3 separate regions of the Mus musculus genome follow, and all the other regions are linked to region 3. The links are chromatin contacts, called in public promoter capture Hi-C maps. All regions are on one chromosome and are shown on one strand. The core of a region is the stretch at or near the end of the contact, and the rest is flanking DNA. Distances in the headings are between cores, read along the strand shown.

The links. Promoter capture Hi-C pulls out the DNA fragments that hold promoters and counts their contacts.
Region 1: a promoter capture Hi-C map of embryonic stem cells shows a contact between it and region 3. The contact joins the promoter of Isg20 here to the promoter of Acan in region 3. A contact is called at or near these places in 21 of 39 promoter capture datasets (the 3T3-L1 cell line, 3T3-L1-derived adipocytes, the C10 cell line and 13 more), 3 of 15 datasets of contacts at CTCF or cohesin (the NIH/3T3 cell line, embryonic stem cells and hippocampal excitatory neurons), 21 of 484 Hi-C or Micro-C datasets (B cells, the NIH/3T3 cell line, the P5424 cell line and 8 more), 17 of 115 datasets of contacts at active chromatin or transcription factors (cardiomyocytes, double positive thymocytes, embryonic basal ganglia and 7 more) and 3 of 9 other capture datasets (adipose tissue, embryonic stem cells and liver).
Region 2: a contact with region 3 is called in a promoter capture Hi-C map of embryonic stem cells. The contact joins the promoter of Abhd2 here to the promoter of Acan in region 3. A contact is called at or near these places in 2 of 39 promoter capture datasets (embryonic stem cells and stem cell-derived epiblast-like cells) and 2 of 115 datasets of contacts at active chromatin or transcription factors (both in embryonic stem cells).

The regions. Positions count from the first base shown.
Region 1 is chr7:78,912,056-78,915,335 of GRCm38.p6, reverse strand. Isg20 (interferon-stimulated protein) reads right to left here and starts at 1,571. Exons shown (of 4, transcript NM_020583.5): 1 at 1,294-1,571; 2 at 762-1,014. The coding sequence starts at 989.
Region 2 is chr7:79,271,853-79,275,196 of GRCm38.p6, reverse strand. It overlaps Abhd2 (abhydrolase domain containing 2), which reads right to left and starts at 1,931. Exons shown (of 11, transcript NM_018811.6): 1 at 1,858-1,931. Gm31510 (predicted gene, 31510) reads left to right here and starts at 2,168. Exons shown (of 2, transcript NR_169073.1): 1 at 2,168-2,230; 2 at 3,340-3,344.
Region 3 is chr7:79,051,866-79,055,349 of GRCm38.p6, reverse strand. It overlaps Acan (aggrecan), which reads right to left and starts at 2,124. Exons shown (of 18, transcript NM_001361500.1): 1 at 1,742-2,124. Gm26633 (predicted gene, 26633) reads left to right here and starts at 2,027. Exons shown (of 3, transcript NR_132432.1): 1 at 2,027-2,119.

The DNA of each region.
Region 1 (3,280 bases), core at 322-2,821, 140 kb after region 3:
AAGCCCAGAAAATCCCATACGGCAGGCAAATAAACTTACACATAACTCCTGCCCACTGGCCCTGGCACACTGCCCCTCTACCTATCCCTCCCAGAGCGCACATGCACAAGTGTGACAAGTGCTACTAGTGTTTGGGCAATCTGGGGGGTGGGGGGCGGTTTGCTAAGCACCATCAGGGTACTGGGATTTCCACCCAGTGGGCAGTAGCAGAGCCTGGCTGCTTGCCACACAGCGGATGAGCAAGCCTGATCTATCTGGCGGCCCAGTGGGAGGATGGGCAGCCCTTAGAGTGCTCAGCTCCGTGTCCTACATGTCTGGAAGACATGGACACAAGGTTAAAGGGTAAGAACCTCGGGCCTCAGTGGCCCAGAGCACGCAGTCTGGGAACACAGTCTCCTTCAGCCCAGGAGCCTCTGGCCTCTGAGTCAGAGCCAGCTCAGCCTCAGAACCTCATTTCACAGGCTCACCAGAGCAGTGCGATGTAGAAGAGAAGGAACATCAGGTGGGACTCAATGTCCCCATCATAAGACCGGAAAGTTGGACCAGAAAGATGCCCTGAAAACAGCTGCAGATGGGAGCCTAAGATTCTCTGGTGGTGGGGAGACTAACTTAGTTGAGGGCTGTGATAGGGAGACCCAGAGTCCTTCCCTCCCTCAAATATGTGAGAAATTCCTCATGGGAGAGTCACAGACCACAGACCCTAGGAAGGAGCTGAGGTGGAAGGACAAATGTGCCTCGACTCCTGCTCCTTCTTCACTTACCTCTAGCCTGGCTTCACCAAATGGCGTGGCCCTCACCATGTGCTGAGGCGTGACCCCGCTGACTTGGGTTCTGTAGTCCGTGATCTCTCCCTCGGGTCGGATGTACTTGTCATACAGGACTGCGCCATGGATGTTCACAATGCTGCAGCGGGCGAGGCCACTCACCCTTTGAGGCCCAAGCCCCACCATCTCACAGTCCATGGCCACCACCTCTGGGATGCCTGCCATGCTCCTTGGCGACCCTCAGAAAGCCCTGGAGGATGGGGAGGTGGGGGGTGGGGGAGAGCCAGGCTGTCAGTCAAGAACCAACAGCCCTCCAGGCATCCTGGGCCACCACCCTGCCAAACTACACCCTGAGCCCTGCCCATTATCTCCAGTGCCACCTGGCAACAGAAGCTGGCCTCTTGCCAGCCTTCAGCTTCTGTGTGCTATAGGTCCCAGAGCTTGCTGGTCCTGTCTGGCTGTCCCACCTCGAAGCCCCCTCCCATTGCCTCCCAGTTTGGGCAGCTATGTGGTTGGTACCTGCTCTCACCTGTCTCAGTGCCCTGGGTTCTCTTCTGCCCCTCTGTTTCCACTTCTCGGCTACTTCAGTCACTTTGGGAAGTGACTCATCTCTAACGGGGAGCCTGCCTGTTTTAGTTTCAGTTTCTGGTTCATTATCAAGGGAAGTTGAGGAGTGGGGGCAGGCCTTGTAGCCTGGGCTGTTCCATCTCCTCAAGGCTGGCCAGGTAAGGGGGCTGGCAGGTTGAGTCAGGGCTGGTGGCCGCGTCAGGCTGTCCCTCCTCTGGCCCTGCCCTACTCCTCCCTTTCGGATGACGTGTCTGACGTGGACGGAGTGGATTGCAACATCTTTCTTTGCTTTTCTCACCCTCCACCCAGAGAATAAACATCTCCGGGATTGGAGCCTGGGGAAGGTCCCACAACTTCTGGGACCTGCTGTCAGTGTGCTACCCTGGGAGGTTTTCTGAGGACAGAGCAAGCAGTTCTTGAGATGCTGGTACCATTAACTGGGAAGGGCAGCAAGGGGTTGGGGGAGGAGGAGGGTCTAGTCCTTGGTGCCTCATTGGGCAGAGACTCTACCTGGGAGAGTTGACAAACAGCAGCAGACCTTTAGAGGGCCTCAAGCCAGGCTGTTCTTCCTCCTGGGTTCTAGTCTCCTGGGCTGGGACTTAGAATCCTTAGAGTGATACCTATTATTAGGTCCAAAAGGAAAAATTCCAAGAACCCTCCCCAGCCCCCTGAAATAAAGGGCAGGCCCACTGTCTTTGTCCAAAATGACAGTCTGGCCCGCAGCTCAAGCTGGACTATAGGGTTTCTTGTGTATAGCTCAAAGTTCTCACAAAGAGTTCCTCAGAAACCTGTCAGAACAGTTCTGTGGGTCCACATGACAGCCCATGCTAGCCTGCAGACTCCTTCACATGACACATGTTCACATGTACCTGTTCTGCACTGGCCTTCTGACCCCTCTCACCTCCCTGACTCCTCCGCTCTGCTAGCTCCCAGGCCCTTCCACCTCAGCCCCGTCCGTTTTCCTTAAAACCAGCAATATCCCCACTCTACCCCCTGCCGCTCTTACTATTCTCTTCTCTAGCTCCCCACTCCTATTTTCTCTGCTCCTGAGAGATGGTCCTGTCCATGGGCAGGCAGTCTGCTGCTTTTCCTCTCTGCTCTGGACTCTTCTGGATGCCCCTGGCTGGTCTCTCATAGCGACAAGAAAACTCCTCCCCTGAATCATGGAGCCCCTGTTGCTTATTCCTAACACGCAGGGAACGTTCAGTATTCTAATAAACAAACTGAGGTATGCGCGGATCAGAAACAGACTCAGCTTTCTAAGAGGGGAGCGCTTGCAGAACACACCAGAGAGAGAGAGGCCAAAGGAAGAATATATATGGATCTGCATTCGCTTTGCCACTCGGGGAGATAAAACACAGAGGCGCTAGGCTATGTTCCTTTCTCTCCGCTGGGGTGCGGGGCTTGTGGGTCATACCGCTCAGGGGAGAGGAAATGAAACCTAAGATAGGGGCCCCAGTTCATTGTCACTGGGTCGGAAACTGTGGTTCTCAAACTCCTGGGCATGGAAACCCCAAGAGTTGAAGGGATGAGGGTGGGGTGGGGCTAAAAACAGGGAATCCGGCTTAGTTTCAGACCTGCTTCGGAGACTTGAGCACTGCTCTGTAGGACAAAGGCTTGCCCCCCGGGGCGGTCCTTGAAGGAAACAGCCATTGCTTGTCCAAACTGCTTATTCACGGTGGATGTTAGGAATGCCTCATTGGCTCGTGGAAGGACCTCAGCTGTTGTCCCTACGTGACTGATTGTCACAGTCCTCTCAATGGAGTGTCATGGTCCACTCCACCGGAGTCAAGAGTAGATTTAAATGCCTACGGGTCTCAAATGCCAGAATTGCTGGGGTTCCTGATTCTTCTCCACCTTACCAGATTTTCTGTGTGGTGACACGGTCCACTATCCAACATAGTCTATATATGCCCAGATCTATAGAGAATAACAGTTCTCAACCCAGT
Region 2 (3,344 bases), core at 682-3,181, 220 kb before region 3:
TGGGAACTAAAATGTGGTGGGATTATGAAGATCATGTTAAAATCTAGACGGTGTTTAAGGGTGAAAAAAAATCCTGGGTGGTGGAGATAATGGAAAGTTACATGGAAAGGCGACCACACGCTATTTAGCAAACCTGTTATGGTGACCATACGCCAGGCACTGTTCTAGTGGTCCCAATAGCGCATATTTCTCTAATCTTTTAACCAAAGTACCAGCATCATTCCTTGCCTTACTGGCCAGGAAACTGATACAGAGAAGTTGGATAACTTGCCCCAAGTCACACAGCTAGGAAGAGGCAGAACGAAGATTTAAACCCAAGCACTTAGATGCCAAAGTCTGAGCTTCTACCCCCTCTGGACTCATCTAGAACTTCAAGAATGAGAACTCTGCCGGAAGTAGAATTCAAATCATGTCCTGCCTAGACCTAGGGTTCAAGGGATGGAACAACTCTTAGTCCTGACCCTGTGATGACCAGCCAGCTGTGACTACCCCAGGCCTTAGGTTTCTTCATCCGTACAATAAGGGGGAAGAGTTAGATGAGCATCAGCCTTTTGGCTTCTAAATATCATGCTGACCGCCAGCAGCGTGGACTGAGCTGCTTTTGGCTGCCTACCCGGACAAAGCTTCATTTATCTTCACCTGGGTAAAGCGGGTTATAATTATTTCTTCTGCTTCCCGACCTTCAGAGGATTATGTCCTTCCTAGTCAAGCAAATGAGGGGAGGCAGTGAGGAGGGGAAATGCATTCTGCTTAGTGTGACTGTAACCCAATGGTCCTTGAAAAGCTCTGGGCACAGATCATGTTGACTCTGCCAATCCTGCAATCTCTCCCAAGCCTGTTCTTGGAACCTGCCTCTGGGCCAGGTAAAACTTGACCAGCTGGAGGTGAGGGCACCACAAAAGAGGAACCAGAAAGTGGAACCCCCAACTGCGCACTTAAGGTGAACCACTTGATTAACTCAGCATTCAATATAATCTATTCCATTTGTACGCAGGCATGCACACATGCATTTGAGAGCTAAGACCTCAAAAAAGATCATTATGGGTGTATTCAACATCCCCTTGGAATCTAGCCAACTCCGGTAAGTCCCATCCTCGATACAGTCAATAAATGTTGTTCAGAGTGCATGGGTGGATGGAGAAGGGCCTCACAGATGGCTCATACAATTCTCCCCTTCCTAAGCATCCCAGACAGGTGGCTATCATCTGGCCTCTGGCTAGGCACTTCCAAGGTCGATGCTCTGGCTGCTCGGCCTGGCAGGCAGCCCGGGGCGCTGCTGGACAGATCTTGTGGGGAAAGCCCACGAAGCACCTAGAACAGTTGCCCCACAAGCTCAATAAAGTGCGCCTCCAAGTAGGTCAAAAATTGCTTCCCTACAACTTGAACCCATCGGTCGTAGGTGAGCCCCGGGATCCCAAAATGCATCGGCCCATCGAAAGGGCTTGTAGTCAGGCCCTTTCAGGTTTCCAGCATCCTGCACTCTCTACCCTGAGTCTGGCCGGCCAGATACCTCCCCCAGGACCAAGACTTCAGCATTGATCAGAGCGAGGGATGGCAGCCAGGAGGCCTCCGTCGGCCTTGTCCCCAACCTCGGTTCCTCGAGCAGGAGAGGACAAAGGACCTTTAGGAAGGCGTATCCCACCAATGGGTTGGGCTGCCCCGTCATCAGACAAGCTGGCCCTCTAGATCCCCGCAGTGCCAGGTGACAGTCCCCCAAACAGTCCCCACGGATCCGGAGCACTCAAGCTGCGGCGCGATGGGCCGAGCCACGCTGGGGACCGGGTAACTCGGGGTTCTGGCCCGACGCATCCAAGGCGCGATCCCTGTTTGGTGGAACTCGCCCAGCCGAGGTCTTACCTTCTCTCATTGACTCCAGCAGTCCAACCCGCCCGGAGTCCGGTTCCCGCAGCTCCGCAGCTGCCGGCTGCGCTCATAGAAATACAGCCGGAACCCCTGGCCAGCGCAGCTCCCGCCGCTACCGGCCCCGCCCAGGCAACTGCCGCCACGCCCCTGACGACCGCCTCTGCTACGCCCCCAAGCAAGGCTCTCCCAGTGTCCATTGGATCACCCAGCCGCCACTCTATTTGTTCATCGCGCTTGTTGCGTCTATATGGTGGCCCATTGGTCAGTAGGACTGCTCCTCAAGGTGGAGGCGGAGATTCTTAGCGGGCAATTCTCCTATAATTGGTTACTTTTGATGTCTTTAGCCAGTGGGCCTAGATGCTATTGGGTAAGGTCCTCCCCGAGGGGCGGGATAAGGGGAGCCGGCTAAAGGATGGGTTATGTTTGATGGTTGATGATACGGAGTAGAGGAGAGGGCCTATTGTGATGGCTTTCTGAGTTCTGGGGCAGAAAGGTCCGGAGTCTTATAGAGATGAACTGGGGAAAGAGATAGCCCAGCCGTGGGGTTCTCAGCACTGGTGTGCCCAGGAAGATGAACCTGTAGCTCAGGACGTAGGTGTTTGAAGTGTGGAGTCCTAACTTAGTAGAGCAGAGGTGGTGAGTCACTAAACCAGAAAGCAAGAGGTGGAGGCGACAAAGAGGTGGAGGCAGCAGCCTTTGACCTCTTTCAGCTAGGGAAGTGGGTGGGAACATGCAGGACTTTATGGACCTGTTACAGTCCCTATGATCTTTCAGCTTTTAACCAGCCCTTGTGGTTGGAGGCCACTTGGAAGAAGTGACCTTTGAAGTCAGACTGCAGTCTTGGCCGTGCCTTTTAGCCTTTTAGAGTTCTCACTGACTATATTTGGTAAGTGCTGGTTGCTGATAGAAGATCAGTACAGTGCGTGGTGTTCCACGGGCGTTTATCAAGACTAGCTATTCATCACTCACCCTCTCCATCCATGCACCTAGACTGGGTTCTACCATTCTGTGAACCTGAGGCTCTGTTCGCAACGGCACGTGCCTGATGGAGAGAATACTGACAACCCGAAAGGGAGCTCCAGTGAGGCAGCCACCGACACACTGCCAAGGCACGCAGTGTGGCTCCAAGAGAAGAGGCAGGAGACAGAAGGAACACATAGCCAGAGGAAGGAATTTAGATTTGAAGCAATGTTAAATTTTCTCTTAATACATTTCCGGACCCCGACAAGGAAAGCATGAGCCAACTCAAGGAGGAGGAGCCAGCACCGGTCTCCTGTTTGTTATTCCAGCAGGAAGCTGAGGCAGGAGGATTGCTTTACTTTGAAGCTACATAATGAGTCCTCCTCTGTCACAATGAGGCCTTGTCACAAACAAACAAAGCAATGTGAGCAAGTAGCAGCCTTTGAAGGCTACTTAGTGCGGATCCAGAAGTCCCTCTAAAATATCCCTCAGACTCCCCCATTTCTCATTTTGAAGGTATG
Region 3 (3,484 bases), core at 875-3,374:
AGTGTCCAGGGGTAATGAGAGCTTTCAAACATAAGACAGGAGTCCCATTGTGAACATGAGTACGTATGCTCTTCATGGAAAAATGTGGGAAAAGTCCAATTACTTTATACTAAAATGAAGAATAGAAAACATTCCCCAAGTACTTGTGGGGTGGTGGGTGAGTACTGGCCCTTTGCTGGGGTCTTCTCAGCAATTTACTGGGTGGCTGTTGAGGCACCACGGAGCCCAGAGTCTGGCCTCCTCTGAGTAGTACTCTGGAGAAAGCACACAACGAATGAACAAACCAGTCTTGGCTCTAGAAACACCTCATAGTTATATTTAAATTCAACAGGACTTCAGGAATTCCAGCATTTCTAAGACAGATTTTTCCTCCTCTTTGATAATTCCCTCATCTAAGATGTTTTAAATGGGGCAGGAGGGGTTGCTTATTCTGTAATGTTTTCTTTAGGTGAGTAGAATCTCCTTAGGCTTGGTGACTGAGAGCGCCCCCCACCCCCAACTAGCCTTGCCAGGACAAATAGGCAACTAGACGACTCCTTGTCATGGTAACCAGAGGCAAGGAAGAGAGAGGATTAAGGCGGTGACTTCTCTTCCCTTAAATCGGCAGAGGAGCTGACTTCAGCCTCAAAAATCTAGACCCTAATTCTGACTCTGTCCCTAAATCAATGACCTGTAAAAAGTCATTGCATTGTTGTAGATTCCCTTCCCTAGGGGAGATGCCATAGGTGCTTTTCAGGGTCTAGACACCAGCCCACTGCAACACCCAGAGGCAGAAGCACCAAGGCAAGCTACCTCACAGAAGATCTTCCCGTTGCCTCCCACTGACACTCCCCACCCCACAGAACTGGAATTAACATGCCCACCAAACCTCTGGGACCTGAGATGCTCTATAGTGAGACTAGTGAATGCCCGCTCCAGAGCCTAGCTCCGGATTGCGGGCAGCAGCAAGTCCGAATAATTTGGGCGGGATTCTTCTTCCTGAAGCAGACAGCCCTCCACACCCACAGCTTACTGACACGCTGTCACCCTCCCACCCAGCCCTGGTATTGGAAGGGTTGCAGAAAAGCGCAGAAATGGAAAAACTTCGGGACCGTCCTGCATCCCCATGTCTTCTTTCCACCTCGACAAACGCCCGATCTCCCCTGGGAGCAGTAGCCCTGTCCCAGACTCAGCTGATATCTTTCCTCCTCTTTCCTACCGCTTTGAGTATCCTGAGATCCCTGCCATAAACCCAATGGGACCCACGAGTTTTCTCATCCTTTCTCAGGTATCTGCCGCCTATCTGATCAGCTGTTCATGTAACTTTGTTGATTCTCTGGTCAATTGGCCTTCCCAAGAGAAGATGAAAGCCTTATGGGGCACCCAGAGGACAGGGGGGGGGGGCGCGTTGGGGGGGGGAGTGGGATTTGAACCCACATTTCCTTGGCTTTAAAACTGCTACTCGCTCTACACTTCAGTTTAGCGCCCCCATACCTTAAACTTGAAAAATCTCTGGTCTTTCTTAATTCTGTGTACTCAGAGCTGGAGCCCCTCCACGTGTTCCCATTCACTTTGAGTCCGGGCAGCAGTTGAGTTTGCTCAACTTCCGTGTGCATGCAGCGGAGGTCGTGAGAGTCTCAACACACATACCCAATGTGGGCACCAAGGCACGCCACCCCCAGCACCTAGGCGCCTGTCCTCAGCAGCATTCCCAGATGCCCTGGGACAGAGCTCCCCTGGAGAGAAGGAGCCTTTTCTTTACCTTGAAGAGTTGGACTCGCTCCTCCAAGAACTTCAGTCCTTTATCCCTGCGAAGCAGCTAGGGATTCCTGGGGGCTGCCAGCCCCGGGTCTTGCTGCGCTGCAGCAGGGATGCTCTGCGCGGGGGGGGGGGGGCCCTGCGAACCCCTTCTCCCGCCGGCGTCTTCTCCGCAAGTCCCCTCGGGCGGTGGCCGCAGTGGTGGCTGGCTGACTAGGTTTCGGAGCAGGGTCGATGAAGGGAAGGGACACAGAAAGGTGCCCGAACTCCCTCGGCACCTGCGTCAGATGCTAGCCGGCGAGGATGCGGAGAGAGAGTGAGGGACCTTGAGCCGTTCCGCACGCGTCCTCAGCTCTGTGAGCCCCTCTGGCACCGCGGGGAGGTAGGTGGGCGGGAATGGTGCGCGGTGACACATACATAGGGGCGGGCGGGGGAGGGGAGGGCACACACGAGGGGTGGGGGCGAGCGCACAGGGAAACCCCACCCCCGGGGCCAATCTGCGGGGGGAGGGGAAGGCAGAAACGTCCGGAGCGCGCAGGACCCGGGCTGGGGACCGCGCTCAGCTGGGGAAGGCTCCGGGCGCGCAGGGCACGAGAGGAGCGCGGACCCCGCAGCTCCTGGGGCCGCGGAGGAAAGCTGTGCGGGCAGCACTGGAGGGCCCGCGTCTGCATTGCGGTCGGCAGCTCCGCAGTCCAGGCGGCCCCGGAGGGCTGCGCCCGCAGAGTGCCGAAGGCACCCGGCTCCTGCTGTCAGGGTAGCAGTCCGGTGCTGGGGTTGGGGTCGGGGTGTTTCCCTGGTATCGGGATGCGATTTGCAGCTGATACCCAGAAAGATGCCATCGCACAGGACGACCCCCTACTCTGGGAATGCGATTTGAAAGAATCTTCATAGAACACTGTTGGAAAGTTTTGGGGGTGGGGTACCCCGAGACGCAAGGGCGGAGAGAGGAGATGAGGCAGCTACAGAGGCACAAGGCACAAGGCTGAGGGCGCGGGGAGGGGTGTCTTCAAAACGCAACATAGACCAAGGACATCTCAAGCAGGAATTCGCTACGGCCTGGCCTCTACAACACTCTTTAATAAATTTGTTTCCCGGAAAAAGAAAAATCTAAGAGTCTTTGGATCCCTTCTATAAGCTAGTTGCAGCATACAGTGATTTTAATTTCTCTAACGAGTCCAATAAGTTAAATATTACAACACTACCTCTCACCTCCCAACAATGCTCACATATACCATGGGGCTCAGAAAGTGGTGGAGTTGTCCAGCAAGTTGGGGCTAACTTCAAGTCAAGGTCACCCCTCACAGGAGCAGCTAGCTGGGCAAGCTGCAGTGTGTTTGGGGGCTGGGGATTCAGACCGCTGCTGGCCTTGAGAGGAAGCGGGTGTTCTTCTCATTAAAGCACAGTGGCCTCAGGCAGTGCAGTGGAAATCTCCCGAATCTCTCACTGGGCAAGAAGTGGGTTCTTTGCAGACTACAGAGAGAACCGACCAAGTTTTTTCTTGATGAGAGGTCAGAAGTGATGTGCCTCAGTTTCCCCAGGTTGACTATGCTGGAATTGTGTGCATACCTCACTGGCTAGTGGTCTTTGGGACTGGCCCTGGCCCAGAGCATTCTTTGACTGTTTCTTTCTTGTACAGGGGGTGAAGCCCAGGGTGGGCTGTGGCTCAGGTGTTCTGTTGGGTGGCCTGCCTTCTTTCCCACCTGTATATTGGCTGCTCTGGGTCACAGTCAGCACATTTCAATGGTAG